Linked DNA regions of Sus scrofa: region 2 is linked to region 1. Evidence: chromatin contacts called from public HiChIP or PLAC-seq data. All regions are on one chromosome and are shown on one strand. The core of a region is the stretch at or near the end of the contact, and the rest is flanking DNA. Distances in the headings are between cores, read along the strand shown.

Region 1 (2,910 bases), core at 170-2,669:
AAACATTTTTGTTACCTGGCTCACTTCAATAGGATGTAAGGTCCACAAAAACAGCAATCATCTTTTTAAATTTAACTGTCTTAGTTCTGCACCCAGAAAAATCCATCTACAGTACTCAATAAATGGTATTGACTCCATCTTTTAATTTACCTTCAAATTTCAATTAATGTAACAATGGTTTTTCACATTAAAGCAGAGCCCTTTGTGCTCCAAATGCGGAGCTCCTGTGACTTATTATACACAAACTCCCTACAGTTCTGTTCTATAAGTTATCATATACAAACTACGCCCTAAATTCAGTTTTGATACAGGTCACACTAGGAACTTCTAAGCGTGTTTAAAAAAAAAAAAGCTTTTTTGGTTTCTGAGCATAAAAGACCTAAAGAAGTAGTACGAAAATTCTTAAAAGAGAAAATAGTTTTATAAAACGCTTATCCTCCACCAACTTCCTATTTTTAGGTCCAAGTTCTAGTCATCCAGTTGAATACCCAGTTAGATAATTTCAAAGATCTAGAATACACATTCTTTGTACTGAGGAGCGCACAGGCAGGGCATTCGTGCTTCCAGCACCCTCGATTGTACGTATTTCCCTTCCTAAAATTCATATTGGCTTCTTTCTTGTCTATAAATTACCTTTAAAATTCAGCTCTCTTCCGTGTTCCCCTAGTTGTCTCGAATCATGTTTCTTTCTCCCCTGTATGCATGAGTGGCCCTGACGGCTACTTGTGGTTTTAGAATATGCGACTTTGAGCTAAAAAGTTATCTATGAACTCGGTATTTGGAATGCATTTACTTGCAGAAGGGGGTTTTCTTTTTCACCTAGAGCCAAGCACAAGGCCCAATATACAGGAATGTGCGAGAGGAAAGAGAAGGCAGAAAGCTTGAATATAAAAGGAAGAAAACATGCAGCATCTCCTGGTTGACATGATCCAGGACAACCACAGAAACCTTCTCCGGATCTATGGCTCCAAAAATTCGTTCGATGTCGAAAGAGCGGCCCCGGAGATACACCAACCCCACGATTGCTACTGAAGCTTGTGACCGCTAGCAAAAAAAGGACAGGGCACGCCGCAGGTTTGGCGTGGTGGCAAGAACCAGTCAGAAATGTTCGTAAGCTAGGCCCGATACTTACGCGGGACTCCCGCCAGATCCGCGTGCGAGTAGCCAGCTCCGCCGGCTCCGAAAAAGCCGGCCAATCCCCCTGTGGTTTTGTTGCCGCTTCCTCCACCGCCCTCCATGGTACTGCAGCAAACTACCGGTCTGCTTCTCCCCGCTGCTCAGGCCGGGATCGTCCGCTCGGCCGTTGCTCCTCTGTAACAGCGGGTGAAACCCGCGTTACCACCACCTCCTTCACACGCTGACCTTCCGGGCGCCGGCAGCACCTAAACCTCACATTTCCGCTTTGCGACAGCGTACGTCCCGGAAACCGGAAGCGCCTGACGGCAGCTTTCCGGTGGTGGGAAAGTGAACGGAGCAAGAAAATCAAAGCGGCGCATCCTGAGGCAGGTGGGGTGCCTGTGGAAGAGGGAAGGCAGGCGACTGGATAGGGCCTGGCTCGGGAGGCCTACGGAACAGCAGCTGCAGACGCAGGCAGCAGCAGAGAGGGCATGGTGCCGGGAGGCGCCGAGAAGGAGGCGCAGTCCGTCCCTCTCCGGGTTAGTGAATGAGGCTCTCCGCCCTGGCTGGCCCGGGGACTGTTCGCTGCGGGTCCCAGCATGAGTGCGGGCCCCGGCTGTGAGCCCTGCACCAAGCGACCCCGCTGGGGCGCCGCTGCAACTTCTCCGCCGGCCGCCTCGGACGCCCGGAGCTTCCCCAGCAGGCAGAGGCGCGTCCTCGATTCCAAGGACGCTCCCGTGCAGTTCAGGGTCCCGCCGTCCTCGTCAGGCTGCGTCTCGGGGCGGGCGGGACCGCACAGAGGCAGCGCCACCTCGCTTGGTACGTGGGGAAATAAAGCTCTTTGTCCTTCGCCTTGGCCCAAAGCTCTTCTTGGTCTCCGAGGACCCAGGGACTACAGCCCCCCATTTTCTGGTCTTGTATGCATCACTCTGAACGCTGAGGTCCCCTTGCTGAGCCATCAAGGCCACTAGTCGGGGAATGGGGCCCCATTTTCCCCGTGGCGATTGGTGGTGTGAGAACCCCTGACAAGCAGTCACTCAGCATGGGAAGCGGCGAGAGACTCCACCTGTTTGCTTTCCTTGGGTTTAATTGGAATTGCCTTGGTCGTTAAGGAGGTTTAATCTTTTACCTGAAGCTTCAGTCTCTAGATATAAAGAAAGTTACAAAGAAAGTCACAGCTGTCCTCAGTTTTAATTCTCAGTCTCTGGGTGGAGAGCCCTTAGTCTTACTGGCTTTACACCCGTCTTTGACATACAGTGGTGAACAAAGGTAACTTGGTCTGTTTTCAGACCCTAAAATCTATCAGAAGAGGTAGACAATGGCAGAGGTAAATATAATAAAGGGTAATGGATGTTCCAGTATATGAGACAGATAGTTAGGATAAGACGTCAGATGTGCCTGATCTAGTTTGAAGGTCAAAGATAATCTCCTAGCCAGAAGGTGAGGATCTTATTCTGAGGACTGAAGAGTGATGAGTTATTTAGATGAAGAGGAAGTTAAGGAAGTGATCCCACAGTGCAGCTGATGTAGGTTGTCCAGAGAGCAGTGAGAGATGGGATTGCAAAGAAGTAGACAAAGATCAGATCATATTGGGCAATGCTAAGAGGTTTGAGCTTTATCCTGATTGGACTTGATTGGAGATATATATGTATCAAAAATACATATAGTTTATTAAAATGTATATATTTTAAAGGTCCTTCCCTGGTATGTGGAAAATGAAGAATAGATTGAAAGGGAGCAGAAGTGCGGGCACAAGACTAGTTAAGGAGTTACTCTAGATAGGAGATCATGATG
Region 2 (2,910 bases), core at 252-2,751, 35 kb before region 1:
TGCCTTCAGGATGGTTAGGAAGTTCATTTATATGAACACAGATGACTTCTGTTAATCCTCCCCTACTCCTTTTGGGTAATTCTGAACAAGTCTAATTCTATTTGACAGGTCTCCACATACTCCAGGATGGTAATCTTGTCCTCCCAGAGACTACTTCTATCTGGACTAAACAGTCTCCCTTCCTGGAGCAATTTTTCATGGTTTCGAGGCTTTTTCCTTTTTTGTAAATGATTCTCTTTAAAGGTGGTGGTTCAGAAATTTCTGAATTAGTCTAATAAACATAGAACAGATTAGTCCTGTGGCAAATGCTGTTCTTTTGGTAAATGGAAATAGTAAGTTGTTTTCACTTGAGATCCAGCATATTGTTAACTCATATAGAGCTTTCAGTTAAAAATCTCCATCTTTTTTTTTTTTTTTTTTTTTGTCTTTTCAGGGCCGCACCTGTGGCACATGGAGGTTCCTAGGCTAGGGGTTCAATCGGAGCTATAGCTGCTGGCCTACACCATAGCCACAGCAATGCGGTGTCTGAGCCACGTCTGCGACCTACACCACAGCTCACAGCAATGCCAGATCCTTAACCCACTGAGCGAGGCCAGGGATCGAACCTGCAACCTCATGGTTCTTAGTCAGGTTCATTTCCACTGCACCATGATGGGAACCCCAAAATCTCCATCCTTTTAAACAAAGTTATTCTCTTTCATTTTGTCTTTCCCCATTTAAGTTAAAAAAATCGGAGTTCCCATCGTGGCGCAGTGGTTAACGAATCCGACTAGGAACCATGAGGTTGCGGGTTCGGTCCCTGCCCTTGCTCAGTGGGTTAACGATCCGGTGTTCCGTGAGCTGTGGTGTAGGTTGCAGACGCGGCTCGGATCCTGCGTTGCTGTGCCTCTAGCGTAGGCCGGTGGCTACAGCTCCGATTCAACCTCTAGCCTGGGAACCTCCATATGCTGCCCTCCATATGCCGCGGGAGCGGCCCAAGAAATAGCAACAACAAAAGACAAAAGACAAAAAAAAAAAAAAAAAAAAAAAAAATCTACTTTTGTTTTATAAGATTTATCAGCTATGTAGAGATTGTTTTGAAATCTATTTTTGTTACAGCCCATGTTATCTCTAACTTTAATGTCTGCCTTTTATGTTTTGATCCAAGCAATTATGGAAAACAGTTGAGTAATTGGGGAAAACAGGGGCATACTCTAAAAACAGACTGGCTTCAACCCATTATCTTTGAGTACTTTCTAAAAAATAATCTTACTCAATTTAGTTGTCCTTCTGTTTTGCCCATGTTCACTTTGTCCACAAAGGTAGTATACAACCTTGTCCCAGGTCTTGCTATCTGTCCAGATATGGTGTGTCTACAGGATTACATTGACTGGCCAGTTTAGTAAAACTATGCAAGAAGGAGATAATTTTGGTGTCCCAAGGCTTAGTGAAACCTTGCTAGGCTACAGTGATCACTGCTTTCTTTTTCTATTTAGAAACCATCTCTGATTCTAGATCTATCCAGGATAGACACCAAACTACTCTTCAGTAGTTTTTGTCAAGCTTTGCGTCATTGCTTTTCTGACAGTTTTCTGTCCCAGTCTCATTATATTTTGGACTATGTGGTCTTCTTTCTATTTCTCTTTCTCCTCACTCGTAAACCTAAGCTTATTAGAAAACCCTCTGTAGTTCCCCATAATTTCGGTAAGTACTTCCTTATATCAGAATCCTATGAAATTATTTTGTTAGATTTGCATTCTTGAAAGCTTCCTAGCTATGAAGGCAAGTCTAAGTTGTTCCTAAATTTTTTAAAAAAGGAGTTCTTTTATGGCATGCAGTGTGTTAGGGACCCGGCTTTGGCACTGCAGCAGCTTGGGTTGCTCTGGTGGCCCAGGTTCCATCGCTGGCCTGAGAATACCACATCCTGTGGGTGTGGCCAGAAAAAAACAAACAAAAAGGCAAAGGGGAGAAATGAAAAATAAATTTAATCCTCTCAATAAATTTAGGTAAATGCCAGCTCTAAACAGTGTTCTGAACTCTATTTGTTGGGTTATTGCTTTGAAACTTCTTTTTAAAGTAATTATGAGTCCTTCTAGACCTTTTAGTCTTTAGCTCTAAATCTATAAAATAAGAACACATGTCCCCTATGTCTTTATGTATATAAGTAGAAACTTACATCCTAGTGTTCTGTTAACATTTTGGAGGCTATATGTCATATCAGTTCAGGAAAATTTAGTGTATTTTTTCAGAAATAATCTATTCCACATGTAAAGTGTTACTAAAGTAGATGCATAATATTTTTGGGCAGGAAAACAGTGGTGGGTGGGAAGAGGAGGTAATATTTATTAAGAGTGTACTAAGTGCCAGGTACTATGTTGAAAGTAATCTAAGTAGTTAATACCTGGGAGTTGGTTGGAATGATCATTTGGGGGATAATTGCAAGATGATTTATGCTTGTAATTATGGTGCAATTTGGTTTTTTTTTTTCTTTTGAAGGAACAGTGAACAGAATGAGTACCTCACAGGACCAGAATGGCTGCTCCAGTAATAAAGAACCTCTTTTGAGGTGTTGTGATGCACGGAGGGACTTGGAGCTTGCTATTGGTGGAGTTCTTCGGGCTGAACAGCAAATTAAAGATAACTTGCGAGAGGTGTGACGTGTGTGCTTTTCTCTTCTCTTGTCTGAACTCTTAGGACAGGGCTGGTTAGAGCATGCCCAAGGGATTGGCTTCTCTAAACCAGAAACTTTCTTTTTTTTTGTCTTTTTGCCTTTCCTAGTGCCACTCTCATGGCATGTAGAGGCTTCCCAGGCTAGGGGTCTAATCGGAGCTGTAGCTGCCGGCCTATGCCAGAGCCATAGTCACCGCCACACAGGATCCCAGTCGCATCTGCAACCTACATCACAGCTCACGGCAATGCCGGATCCTTAAC

Evidence for each region. HiChIP or PLAC-seq counts read pairs in DNA pulled down with a chosen protein or histone mark.
Region 2: a contact with region 1 is called in an H3K27ac HiChIP or PLAC-seq map of alveolar macrophages. The contact joins the enhancer-like site here to the promoter of PARG in region 1. A contact is called at or near these places in 2 of 5 promoter capture datasets (fetal liver and liver), 11 of 47 Hi-C or Micro-C datasets (brain, embryonic fibroblasts, fetal heart ventricle and 5 more) and 1 of 2 datasets of contacts at active chromatin or transcription factors (alveolar macrophages).

Annotation. Positions count from the first base shown.
Region 1 is chr14:90,479,524-90,482,433 of Sscrofa11.1, reverse strand. PARG (poly(ADP-ribose) glycohydrolase) reads left to right here and starts at 1,419. Exons shown (of 18, transcript XM_005671222.3): 1 at 1,419-1,506. It overlaps LOC100157391 (mitochondrial import inner membrane translocase subunit Tim23), which reads right to left and starts at 1,479. Exons shown (of 7, transcript XM_001926555.6): 1 at 1,133-1,479. The coding sequence starts at 1,238.
Region 2 is chr14:90,515,067-90,517,976 of Sscrofa11.1, reverse strand. It overlaps NCOA4 (nuclear receptor coactivator 4), which reads left to right. Exons shown (of 10, transcript NM_001243122.1): 2 at 2,476-2,630. The coding sequence starts at 2,490. Among named protein-coding and RNA genes, the nearest start is that of NCOA4, 15 kb to the left of the region's middle. Within about 2 kb of position 1,501, at least 7 of the 83 cell types and tissues checked have an H3K27ac peak or open chromatin away from gene starts, as enhancers often do. A contact at or near this core is called in alveolar macrophages, where this site is marked.